Regions from separate parts of the Drosophila melanogaster genome. Here region 1 is linked to region 2. Evidence: chromatin contacts called from public Hi-C data. All regions are on one chromosome and are shown on one strand. The core of a region is the stretch at or near the end of the contact, and the rest is flanking DNA. Distances in the headings are between cores, read along the strand shown.

Region 1 (6,467 bases), core at 186-2,685, 1.3 Mb before region 2:
AGTCGGTGCCGCGATACGTCAAGGATCTGTACAACGATATTTGGCTGCGCCTGAATGCCGTGCTGCCCACCACCCTGTGGATCATGTCGCTGCGAGCGATTACCAACGGCTCGGATACGATGGATCGACGTACCTTTGCCAACGAGAGTCTTCTGGAGCCCATGGAGGTGCTAAGGTGGGTTGCCTCGTCATTTTCGTGTGTTGTTTCCTAAAATTCTTTCGCATTCCTTTTGATCAACAGTTGTCCACGCTTCGTATTCTGTTCGCCCTATTTGCTGATGATCCTGCTGCGCATTCTGAAGGGCAGCCTAGCCGCCTCGAAGACCTATCTCAACGTGCACATGCAGATGCAGCAGAAGCAGGTGCTGGACAAGAATGGCATGATGCAGACGGATGCGATTTGGGAGGACCTAAGGACCACGCTGATTGCCTCGCAGGAGAGCGCCGCCGTGCACATTCTGCTGGAGGTGCTGGACTACATAGCCAGCAAGGCAACGGATCGGGTGTCGCATCTGGAGCTGCGTGAGATACAGGGCATCATTGGCACCTATGTGCATCAGGCATTCATTTCGGAGCCTTCGCTGGCGAAACTAGTGCACTTCCAAACGTATCCAAAGTCGGTTATTCCCATGATGGTGGCCAGTGTGCCATCGATGCACATATGCATTGATTTTGTTCACGAATTCCTCAACGTGACGGAAATGGAAAAACAGATCTTTACCATCGATCTGACCTCCCATCTGGTGCTCAACTATTCGATACCCAAGAGTCTGGGCGTCTCGAAATTCTGCCTGAATGTAATCCAGACGACGTTGTCCATGCTGACCGCATCGACCAAGTGTAGATTCCTGCGCAATGTGATGCCAGCGATGGTTCGTTTCGTGGAAACGTTTCCCATTCTGGCCGACGACTGCGTCAACATCCTGATGACCACCGGGCGCATTCTGCATTCGCAGTCATCGCTGGGCATGACCACAATGGAAATGCCACTCACCGATAGCGACAAGCTCTGCACGTATCGGGATGCCCAGCTGCACATCATCATGATCGAGGACGCGTTTAAGGCACTGGTCACGGCGGTCATGAAAAAATCGGACCTGTATTAGTTGGACTCGATCCCGCCTTGTTTTTCATAGTCGTAAGCAACCTTTCCCCACTCCGCCCCCCGGCTGATTATAATAGTGCTTGTAAAATTTATAACAACATTGACCAGAATAAATACTTATTGCAAAAACCATTTCTATATAACTAATTAATTAATTGAGTTTAAATTTGGCGCCTCAAATAAATATATAACTACGCAGCTGTTATCGGAATCTACTTTTATCGATAATATACTTTGGTTAGCGAGTACACATACCAGATATATCTATCGTTCCCGGCCATGCCACCCATACGCGTATCGGGTTATCGATAAAAACTAACAAGCATCGACATTAGTTCCAGCTCTAGTTTTTGTTGTTGTTAAATTAAAGCTCGGATGTGAATTACAATAATTGTGAGTAGCGTTCGTGCGTGCGTAATATGCGAATCGACTGGCATTCGGCATTGAGTTTTGTGTTTTGATTCCTGAATCGAGTCAGGACGTATCTGACCTGCTTTTTCAGTGTGCGTTTACGATGCTGATTCGTAATTGTCCTTTGTATACGTTGTGTACGCGCTGCTCCTCTCTCCTCTCGCTCTCCCTCTCCCGCTCTCCCTTGTCTTGAGTGTGTGCGCCTGCTGTGTGCGTGTGTGTGAGTGAGTGAGAGTTCCATGGTGGGAAAATAATTATTAAAGCAAATACAACAAATACAATTGCTTAGTATTTTGTCAAGTGACTGGCTGGAAAAGCCAAGAAGCACGGGCTTCAAGAAAAAGTGTCGCCGAGGCGGATTAAACTTGAATTCTTTGTGCGCAGCTGCAGGTAATTGTTCACACACACAGAACCCACGCACACACACGCAGCCAGCGAGCACGCAGAGAGAGCGAGATGCCCCGCTGCTGGGAGTGTGTGCGCCAGAGCGGGATGGCTAGGCGGATGCGGCAACAGTGTTTTTCTTTTCTGCAACAAATCTTAAAATTCGTTTCCAAAAATTGTATGGTGTTTTGTCTCTCGTCTTTGCGCTCTGCCGCTCCCGCCGCGCCCGTTTGTGTTTTTGTAATTGTACCGTTGCACATGCACTTGCAGTACTCTCTCTTCTCCTCCCCTTCCTCCTTTCTTTTTGCCTTTGTCGTTGTTGTTATCACTGGATCGTTGCTCTCCGTTTCTTGCGCTGTGGCTGTTGTTGTTGTTAGTTGTTAGTTGTTGTTGTGCAGCGCGGAGAATGTACAGGAAATCTGTTGCAGATCCAATTTCGCTTCTGCGCTGCACTTGCCCAGCATGTGTGTGTGTGTGTTTGCGGTGGTTTGTACGCCGGAAAAACTCAATTAAAGGCCAGTGGGGAATTTATTATTTCCACTCTCATTGAAACGCACAACCACACACACCCACATTGTTGCACTCCCACTCGAGGATAACAGCAACAAATTGGAGTGCACTAGCAACAGCAACAACAAACACATTCACATCCGAATCCACCCACGCGCTCTCTCTACTTTCCACTCTCAGTCGCTCGTGCTCGCTCACTCTGACTCTGATTCTCTCTCTTTAGAGAGTTGCGCCGTGTCGTTTGCAGCACCAAAAGAAGCGCTGCGACAGAACAACCGCCGCAGTCAGGACGGAAAAAGGATTTGTTGCAGACTGACTTTCCCTACTTGCCGAAAATGTTGTATAAAAACTAGCCATATAAATAAATACAAAGATCAAACTAGCAACCCAAAAGAAAGCAGGTAAAAAAGAGCCCTGTGCATTTTTTGTGAAATCGCGATTCGCGTATATTATTCGCTGGCCAAAAATCACATGGAATGAATTTTCGGGCAGCGCCGGCATAAGAAAATCGCTTGCGCGTTTTTCTTCTCCGTTTCTTTTTTTTTTTTTGTCACATCGCAGCAGCCAATCTCTCGCTCTCGCTCTCTCGTGTTTTTGGACCCCCAATCCGTGGATGTATCCGTAACTGCGTAGTTGTAGCCAAAAGGAACTCATGACAAAGTCCTAGACTGGCGAAAAGTGTGCGGAAATGTGAAGGTCCTGCGGCCAATTGGAGCAGACGGCGCGGAGGACACGGGGCGATTCTCCAACTCGAAGGTTATCTTGGATAATAGTCATCGGCTGGCATCGCAAGCCAGCCATTTGCCGTGAAAAAGTGACCAGAAATCGACGGTTTTCCATTCCGTGTGTGTCCGGAGAAACTGAGAGGTTATCCCTGAATATCCAAAGATATCCATAAGCTGACGTTTTCACGAAAACACATTTGTATATATCGAGCCGAGCCAAGGTCTATTCTACGCTATTTTTCTTTCGTATATCCCTATAATAAGGAATATATCTTTATGTGAAATCCTGAAAAGCATATTATCCATATGCATATTATCCTTTTCATACAACGTTAACAGGTTATCTCCTGTGATATTTTAAAATATTACCTTAACAACCGATTGAATGAATCAATTTGCGATGGATACAATGTTACAACATTGTGTCATGTTGATAGGCATGTGAGGAAAAGCGCCAGTAGATAACACCTTATCGATATGATAAGGCACAATCATACATTTGAACGAAAACACCTGCAGAATACCAAATCCGGAATTACCTATTCCATAACACTTTTAGCATTTATCTGCGAGTCTATAAGCCAGGTATCTAATTCTCTCCTTCGACTTTTGAATCCTTGCAGGAACGTCAAGATGCGTCAGTTTAACATCTCGGTCATTGGACTATCCGGGACCGAAAAGGACCGCGGGCAGGTGGGAGTGGGCAAGTCATGCCTGTGCAACAGATTCATGCGCCCGATGGCCGACGACTACTTCATCGATCACATATCAGTGCTTAGCCAAAGCGACTTTAGTGGCCGGATCGTGAACAACGACCACTTCCTTTACTGGGGCGATGTGCGCAAGACGACGGAGGAGGGCGTCGAGTACCAGTTTAATATCATCGAGCAGACGGAGTTCATGGACGACTCCACGTTCCAAGCCTTTAAGGTGGGAAAGATGGATCCATACTCAAAGCGGTGCACGGCCACCAAGGTCTTCTCCGCGGAGAAGCTAATGTACATATGCAAGAATCAGTTGGGCATCGAGAAGGAGTACGAACAGAAAGTCATGCCCGATGGCCGGCTCAGTATCGATGGCTTTGTTGTCGTCTTCGACGTTAGTCCAGTGCCCAATCGCAGTGTGGAGAAGCAGGTGGAGTTCGTGCAGAATGTCATCGCAACCATACTAAAGAACAAGAAGCCACTGGTGCTGGTGACCACAAAGAACGACGACGCTTATGAGTTGTATGTTCGAGAGGCGGAGAAAATTAGCCAGCGAAAGGACTACAAGAGCACTGTGCAGCTAATCGAGACGTCGGCCCACGAGAGCATCAACATCGATTTGGCATTCCTCCTGCTCGCCCAGATGATCGACAAGGTTAAGAACCGTGTCAAGATCATCTCCTACCAGGAGTCGGCCAAGTCACGCAAAGAACTGCTGGACACACGATCCGAGGCGGTGACGCGACTAATACGCAACCAGATCACCGACTATCACGTCCTGTGGTCGCAGGGCTCCAAGATGCTGTCACAGTATCGCGAGTGGAACGAGTTCCTCAACATATTCGGCCACGAGGCCGGCCAAAAGCTATTCCGGCGGCACATGAAGAAGCTGCGCGACGATCATCTGAACAAAAAACTGCATCAGTACTTGGATAAGTTTGCCCTGGCCCTGGAGTACCTGCTGCCGGACATCGGGGCTTTGAATATCAGCGATGACGATGCTTGGGAGTGCGCCAGGAACTATCTGCAGAATCACATCGAGTTCGAGCAGTACTTCTTCGAGTGCCCGCAGGCCTCGTGGACGGAGCTGGTGGACATGGACGAGGCGGAGGATGAGGCCCGCATTCCCTTTGATGTGCTAGAGACTTCCGAGGCAGAGACTGTCTTCCGTAACTACTTGAACTCGGTGCAGCAGGACAAGAAAAAAATTGGGTGAGTTCAGACCAAACGTGTAATTTCATTAAGGCATTTTACAAATGTAATGTATTTTACTGTAATTACTGTATTCATTGATTCATTGAACTCTCAGTTATATATAAAACCTTTCTATACCATTATATAATCATCCATAGATGGAAGCAGCAATTCAAAATGCTACTTGAGGAGTCGGGCTTTGTGACGCCCGGCAAGCAGCTGTCGGAGGTGCGCGTCCTCTTCATGGGACGCGAATGCTTTGAGGCGCTTTCGGAGCACGACTGCCAGCAGATCTACGACATTCACCAGGACGACATCATTGAAAAGAGCAAACAGAATTTTGTGGAGCTGCTGCTGGAACATGCTCAATATTTTCTACAGTTCAAGAACGTTGACAACATCACTCAGGAAGATGTGCGCCAGATAACCGATGTCATACAGGAGGATTCACGCTACAAGATGCTCGATCGCTTGGACCAGGAGCGGCGGTTGATGCTTGTCCAGCACCTGCGCTTCATCCACTGCCCCATCCGCGATCACTGCCCATTCTTTTACAACTGTGTGGATAGCCTGATTGAGGAGGTGTTGTCCGACAAGTCGGCCAGCAACCACAAGACGCCCAGCGGCGGTGGCTGGAAGAGTTCCGGCAGCGGCAGTGACCGCACGCTCAATCTTCTGATCGTGGGCTCCGAGCACCTGGCCAGCGATCTGCTCAACGACATCCGCATATGTACCGGTAGCAAGGGCGAGTACATCTACGAGAACCAGACGTATTATCTCAATTACCGAATCGCCAACGGCGACATGGAGGCCTTCAAGGCCATAGATGTCTACTCGAGTGGTAGGTTTTGGGTTTCATAGAATCTCAAATAGGGGCTGGCACCTTTTAATAAGTAAAGCTCACTCAAGTAATTGCACTTAATTGGCCTGCTGCTCAATATGCTCCCAAGATATAGTAGTTAGCTAATTAACGGACTAACGAATTTCTATTGCTGGCATATGATATCATATTGCTTACTCACAGCCTTTAGATTTTGAATTACTTATTGCTTACTGATGATTGTTTTTGCTTAATGGAAAAAGATTGACATACCTGCCATATGACACAAAGAAATGTGTTAATCGTCCCAAGTACTGAAACTAAGAAATTTCGATTCTTTGCAGGTCTTATTTGCGTGTACTCCAATCAGCAATCTTTTGAGACGCTCAAGGATAACTTGGAGCGCACGTTGCTCTGCAACCTGGAGCTGGAGGACAAGTTCGAGAATCTGCCGATCGTGCTGGTTTACCAGCCACAGGATCTCAAGGAGAACGAGGTGGAATACTTGCGCAACGAGGGCATGCGCCTGTCGGAGATGCTGCACTGCGACTTCATCGATCATACGCAAAATCATCAGAAGTATGTCTATGATATACTTAACATAGTCATCCTGT
Region 2 (7,333 bases), core at 2,957-5,456:
CGGCAAATGCTGTGGACTGGCAAAATTATAGTTCGAGGGCAGGTAACTTGCATCGATGGCTCCCAGTTCTCCGAGACACTTGGCCGATGCCATTTGCAGTTGGCTGTCATCGTGCTGACATCCGGCCATTAGGACATTCACGATCTGCTCCAGCATTGGCTCCAGAGGTAGTTCACTGAGAATCGTACTGTTTAGCTTGGGTCGTCGCCTGCCGAACAGATCGCCAAGATGTTGGAGGGCATAGACGCGTACCTGGAGACATTCATCGGTTATGTGCTTTTGCAGGAAACGCAACTGGTCGACCAATGGTGGCGATTGATTCTCCTCCTCCGCCAATCCCTTAAGGTCCAGATGGGCTGTATGCCTTCTGATGCATTTTTGAATCGAAGGCGAAACATTCTCCATGCGATCTAGAAAGTACAGATCTGTTATAAAGGTGCCCAGCATGGAGGCGTTGCGTAGAATTATGAACTCGTACAGATCATTGACCTGCTTAACGCTCTCGTTGTCCGCCAGCAGAGGCTGCAAGGTGGCCACGATTCTTCCCAGAGAGGGTCCCAGCTCCTGCACATTTACAACATGCAGAAATATGTGCCAAATCTTTAGGCAAATTCGCTGGAGACGAGGCTCCTGCAATGTGTGAACGAAACTCAGCATGGCAATGATTTTGAAGCGAAACTGGGTGACATGCTGGGAGCCCACAAATCGCATAATCTGGCCCAAACTGTACAAAGTCTCCTCCTTCAATGGCTTCTCAAAAGACGGTTCACTTAGGCAGCTCTCGAAGTAGGTGATCACACCGAGGAAACGCTCAGCAATGAAATTCGCAAACTCTGCATTCGCCGTTTGACTTGACAACTCCTCCAAGGAACCGATTGATAACTGCAAGAGGCTTTGAAAGGATCGCATCACGAATGTGGGGTTTCGGTTGAAATATATAAGCAACTCGGCCACCGTTTGCTACAAGTGATAACCAAATCAAATAAAATAAAATAAAAGATAAAATAATAAAATATAAATTAACTTCTGCCCACCTTGACATCCGCATTCATTAGCTGTTGCAGGCTGGACTGGGTGCAACTGACCACCAGCTCGATGCAACTATTGGCCAACTCCGGTTCCTCGGTCAGGAAGACGTGTGTGTAGATCCGCAGGAACGAGATGGAGAACAAGGTGCCAATGTGTTTCTGCATTTGTTTGGCTATCAATACCAAAACTCCCTTGCAAAGCGGATTCACGATGCAATGCGGCAGGACCATGGCAGTCAGAAGGCGATGATACTTGCAGGTGAACTCCTGAACGCACGTGAATCCCAACATTTTCGTAAGCTGCAAACAGACCGGTCAAATTTTGGGAAGTGAAGAAAAGTTCGTCTATTTACGCACCGCTCGGAGGGATCGGGTGAAGCGTACGCCATCCAAAAGATAAACGTTCAAAGCCAGGCGAACGGTGAGGTCGAGAGCATCTCGCTTGTACCAGTTCCACAGATGAATCGTCTGCAGACCCTGGCTGGCACACATCTCGGTGGCCGCCAGCACAGCTTCTTGCGCCACCAGTGAGCGAGTGTGCACCAGAAAGAAGAATGTCATTTTGAACCAGTGAAAGAGCCAGATTTCATTATCCTCCATGTGCGCAATGGCGGTCAGTACGTTGAGCATACTTCTTTGCTGCAGCACATTTTGCTCTGTCAGTGGCTTTGCTAGCATTGCTTTTATAGCAGCTAGAACAAGATTGGCTAATTGCTCCAAGAATTCTGGCGAACGCACACGCATCGCAGAGACCAGCTGGCCGATAACCTTAACGCTAACCTTTTGCAGTGCCTCCGTTTCTCTTAGCAGGCCAAGAATCACATTGGGTTCAAAGCACAGAAGGTCCAGATGCTGGGCAATACATTCAAAATCGGGATAAAACAATAAATCATTTGCTATCATTTCGAGGTTGGTGCTTGAAAAGTCTGGACATGGCAGCTGTTGCTTGCATTTTCCGAGGTAAATACCTGGCAGTTTCTTTGGCAGTGGCCTGCATTTCGGGCAGTATAGCTCAATGCGATCTTTGACTTTAAAGACACTCAATTTACCTGGCTGGGAGCAGAGCAATAGGCGTATAACTTGAGCGCGGCCACTACGATTGTTAATGGTGGGCAGAGCTTTCATCAGTTGCTCCGGCTTTATGAAACCCGATATGTACAACTGCGGAAGGTTGCTACAGAATATCTCCTGTGTCTCCTCGGATTGAAATAGCCTCATGTACTGCTGGGCATAGAAGCTTTGCATTTGGGTATGAACACTAGAAGGTGTCTCCAAGCGAATGGCGCAAAGGTAGGACAGCTTCAAATGTCGCTGAAGAATGGCCAGCAGCTGGTGTTGCGTTTGAGTCTTTAAAAAGTGCCGGATGAAGGTGATTTGCATCAAAAGGGAGCAGATTTCCAAGTGTATGTGTCTTCGGTCTGCGGAACACTTTGATTCCAGCTCAACCAGCTGCATTGAAAGGTTATTCCAATTGGTATCCGCAACCTTTATGATTTCACACTGCAGCGGTAACATGGCCAGAACTGAGGAATCGATGTGACCTTCGTGCTCAGCTATTTTATGCTGACTCTGTGACAGAATTAGTTTCTCCAGCTGCTTGAAGCCTCGTAAAATAGCAATCAGTTTCTGCCAATCCTTCGACAATACTTCTTCCTTCTTCAAGATTTCAACGAGACTTTGGGTAAGCACTTGGACCACTCCTGAGCGCATCTCAGTCTGTTTCAAGCCCATTAGCGCCAATATGGGCACCAAATGTGTGGGGTGGCAGTGCCAATGGCTTAACATAAGCTGCTGCAAGTGCACCAGTTGCTCCAATGGTACAACCGAATGCTCTAGCTGGCCTTGAATATAGGAACTTAGGGTCTCCAGCAGTCCATCGTCCAATTCAATGGCTGTCGGCAAACTAAGGATCTCGTTCAAAAGCAGGTAGCCAAGATGGTGGGCTGGACGTGCACGCATATGCAGAACTTCTAGCAGTAGCTTTGTTGTTATATTGAGCCGTTTTAGCTCCTGGCGCGTCATACATCCCATGTCCAGCCACTTGGCTACTGCCGACCACATGATTGCCGTCGCCTCCAACGTTAATTGCGCATAATGTCCAACGTCCGGATTTGTTATCCAGCTGCTGGCCGACTGTGATCGTAGGACATTGTGACAGTAATTCAAGCTGGCCAGTTTTGTGTCCATGTCGCACTCCTTGAGGATTAGCAGAGCCTGATGAAGGCTGCCCGAGAAGATGTCGCCGTGCGTGGCGTATCCAATGTGATGGGCATGCTGGAGGACCTCCAGCAGGCTCTTGGCATACATGTCGGCTTGCTCAAGGGGCACCTTGATGTCCTCGATAGCGCAGTGCGGATCGAACTCCTGCAGGCATTCCACATCGCATCGGAATATTCTTACAGTTATGGCGGGTTTTCGCTCATTACTCAATTGGCCGAGGTCCAGGGAACTTAGCTGAAGGTGCGTCTCCTCAATGGCTTCCACATAGGCCAGTACAAGGCGTTCAAAAAGCTTAGGATGATTGGAACAGCAGGAGCTCAGTATTTTCCTTTGAAGATTGATGCACTCGCTGCAGCAGAAAAACGGTGTGTCATAAGTTTGGAGTCCAATGCTTGTGGCTCATCTTACCTGCTATCTGGAGATTCACTAAGGCACTTGGCCAGCTTGTTGAGCAGCCAGAGTAGGAATGTGTCCTGGAATTTGTTGTGCAGCTCCCGCACCAACGAACAGCTTATCAGACTCGGCTCCTGGCACAATATGTCTTCTATAACGCTGTACACGCCGGAAAAGTTGCTTACGTTCCGGTTTACGTGGTTGTAAAGCAACTTCCACATATCCTTCCGTTGTGTCGACATTTTGCCAAGTTTATTTAAAACTCGCAAAAACGCGACCTTTGTTTACGAAAGCCGGCATTCGCCGCACTTGTGGCTATCGATATGTTTGGCAGCTTCTTCTTCTTTTTCTTGAATAACAGCCACGTTCCAACTGCGATTTTACATATATTAATTTAAAAAAAAATTAGTTAATATATGTTTACATTACCGCGTTTTACACTTATTGACAATTTTCTTTTTCTCCTCAAATTTAAGATTTACATTGCATAATATGAAATTAACAGAAGAGTTTGCTAAGTGTAAACGGCGCATAACCCGCGTAGGTGTGCGCGTCGTGGTTAACAATTTACAGTCACACTAAAAATGCATAGTTAATCAAAATAAGAAAAATATTTTTATGTTATTGTAAATAAGTTTTTGAGAAAAAATGGAAGTGGAATACGACGACTCTGGTTGGCAGGGCCGCGCCAAAGGACAAACCAATCCGGAGGTAATTGAGTATAGAGCGTGTACGGCGTGGCAGGCAATCCCGGCAATTTGATGACGCTACTAGATAAACCATAAAAAATAACAACTAAACATCATGTTATCCCATCCCAATCGAAGGAAACGCTTGAGGACAATCCGCAGAAGACGATACAGGAATGCCTGGAGAAGTTCCTCACACCGGACTACATCATGGAGCCGGGGATATTTACGCAGCTGAAGCGCTACTTTCAGTCGGGCGGATCTCCGGAGGAGGTTATATCGATGCTATCCGAGAACTACAAGGCGGTGGCCCAGATGGCCAACCTGCTTGCGGAATGGCTCATCCTGGCGGGCGTCAAGGTTACCGAAGTCCAGGCCATGGTGGAGAATCATCTCAAGGAAATGATTCTTAAGTCCTTCGATCCCAAGAAGGCGGACACCATATTCACGGAGGAGGGTGAGACGCCCGACTGGCTAACCGAGATGATCGACCACTATACGTGGCGCTCGCTAATCTACCGACTGGCCGAAGAATATCCCGATTGTCTAATGCTGAACTTTACAATCAAGTTGATCTCGGACGCGGGCTTCCAGAGCGAGATCACTTCCATTTCGACAGCGGCACAGCAGATTGAGGTTTTCTCGCGGGTTCTAAAGACCTCGATCGTCAAATTTCTAAACAATCCGGATGATGTGCACGGTGCCATTCAGGAGTGCGCACGAATGGTCTGCCATGGCCAGCACACTTACGTATACTCCCAGGTGCTCATCCAGGTCCTCAGCCAGGAGCAGAAGGGTGGGTTCAACATGAAGCGGCTCTCTCAGGAAATTATTAAATACGCCCTGCAGAAGTATGAAAATAACTGACGATTCCACATAGTTAGTCATAACATAAATCCTTTCTTTTGCTTCATTGTTTAGCAATCAAAATGTAACGCCTATTACAATGGCCCTGAATGGTTCGGCAGTCTATCCGCAAGCATGTCAAGCCCTAACTTCCATGCTCACCCGCAATACACTGAATCCCGCCGATATCACCGTGCTGTTTCGCAACTACTCCGGTTCCGATCCACCGCCCATCGACTTGATACGAAACCCCCAGTTTCTGGAGCTACTGGTAGACGCGCTCTTTCGTTCCGGCGTTAAAATCAATCCCGAGCACAAACCGAAGTATATGTTTCTGCTAGCCTACGCGTCCGCGGTCATCGACCAGCCGGCCAAAAAGCGACCAATGACTGAGCGCATGCTAAACAAGGAGGAGCTAAAGAGCACCATTCAGGCTATCGAAAAGGCACACACCATTTGTAATGTGGACCAGGGATCCACCGAGCTAATCGCCGAGTTGCAAACGCTGTATAATTGCATCAAGTAAGGCGACCGATGTATATCAAAAAATTATTGGTTTCCCTTAACGTAAAGATCTCTTTTAATCGTAGATATCCTGTGGTGGGAGTTGGTGTCATTCGGTGGATCGAAAACGTTGTTATGGAGCCTTCATATTTCAAGCTCTCCACAGACAGCTGTCCCACGCACTTGGCGGTACTGGATGAAGTGGCCGCCGTTCATCCCACCTTGCAGCAGCAGATCCTCTTCCTGCTCATCCGCTTATTTGAGTCCAAGCAGGATGAGCTGGAGATTCTCGTTCAATTGGAAATGAAGAAAATGATCCTGGACCGAATGGTTAACCTGCTGACGCGCGGCTGCGTTGTACCCGTTCTCAGATACATAAAGCAGTGCTGCGCCATCGAGGACACAGACATTTCGCTAATACGATACTTTGTCACCGAGGTGCTGGAGACTATCACACATCCCTACTCGCCGGAGTTCGTGCAGCTGTTCCTGCCGATGGTGGAGAACGAGGAGATCACCGGTACAATGCGCGGCGAGGGCGACAACGATCCCGTGTCCGAATTTATTGGTATGCAGCTATTCGTAGTCCATTTGTTGCCACACCTCCTGCTCACCCATGTTGCTCATCTTTTTCAGTTCACTGCAAGGCGCATTACACGACTGTATAGATTGTGACAATAGAACGTGCTTTACAGGCGACTTCCATTCAAAGACGACCTCAATTAAGCCCAATTTAAATAACATTCTTTTTGAGTAAACAATTTTTTTAAATATAATCTCTTAAGAAAAGTACCCTATTCTTCTATTAGGAAAGAAAAATTAAAAAAAAAATCCACAATGTATCTATCTAAATTTAATTATAAGCATTTTTGCCGCTAAAATTTCACTAGGCTTTGAAAAATGTTGTAAGTTCTTTATCATTTTATTATATTCCTTACGCATTTGAGCTTTCATTGTTTTAACATTTATACAAAAGCATTTAATTCAACATTGTGAACTAACATACCTACATTATTAAGCTTTCAGAAATAACAATATGTTCGAATCCATAAACAATTGTATAGATTGTAAATGTATAAACATATACTACTGATTGATACGTTATAACGAAATATATTGCAGAATAAAAATTTGACAATAACGTAGAGGTAGCAGGATAAATCATTTTGCCCAAAGATCCAATACATATTCAGATTACAACAACTGGCTACCATTAAATCCCAACTTAATGCACAAGTTACCAAAGAAACTCAAGCAAAATCGTAGTTTAATTTTATTGCAAACAATAAACATTCACACCTCATACAATTGCCTTAAATTCAGCTTGAATACGTGTTCACAATCTTGAAGCAATGATCTATCATCATTCGGTTTTCGAATGGGTATTCGGCAAAAAAAAAACTCTTAGAATGTATACAAAAAAAAAATGAAGGGCTGCAATGGAAACGACCTCAATATTTTACATTTACACATTTCGTTCGTTGAGCACGCGCTTTTGCGGCAAAAGTCACAAGACTCGGCGTCCTTCTGTCTAAAATCATGATTGGCTGTCGTCTTAGTTATAGATGATAAGCTGTATGGGCCATGTTTAAAGCACTTAAGTATGGCATCTTAATAAGTCTGTGGTTGGTTTCTGCAGCTGCGCTTGTTCTC

What was found. Hi-C and Micro-C count contacts between places; a contact is called where the count stands out from the background.
Region 1: a contact with region 2 is called in a Hi-C map of the Kc167 cell line, with 2.2 times the contacts expected there. The contact joins the promoter of RhoGAPp190 here to the promoter of TH1 in region 2. A contact is called at or near these places in 3 of 107 Hi-C or Micro-C datasets (the Kc167 cell line, embryo and larval brain).

What each region holds. Positions count from the first base shown.
Region 1 is chrX:17,647,530-17,653,996 of dm6, reverse strand. It overlaps RhoGAPp190 (Rho GTPase activating protein p190), which reads left to right and starts at 1,435. Exons shown (of 14, transcript NM_167573.2): 1 at 1,435-1,906; 2 at 3,759-5,051; 3 at 5,192-5,874; 4 at 6,198-6,467. The coding sequence starts at 3,769. IntS2 (Integrator 2) reads left to right here. Exons shown (of 3, transcript NM_133004.2): 2 at 1-175; 3 at 242-1,236. The coding sequence ends at 1,106.
Region 2 is chrX:16,388,311-16,395,643 of dm6, reverse strand. TH1 (TH1,) reads left to right here and starts at 4,206. Exons shown (of 5, transcript NM_132895.3): 1 at 4,206-4,352; 2 at 4,469-5,181; 3 at 5,252-5,698; 4 at 5,767-6,248; 5 at 6,317-6,824. The coding sequence starts at 4,290. The coding sequence ends at 6,348. mei-41 (meiotic 41) reads right to left here and starts at 3,946. Exons shown (of 5, transcript NM_078645.3): 1 at 3,657-3,946; 2 at 1,386-3,597; 3 at 1,035-1,328; 4 at 1-960. The coding sequence starts at 3,883. It overlaps CG4239, which reads right to left. Exons shown (of 4, transcript NM_167515.2): 4 at 6,942-7,333.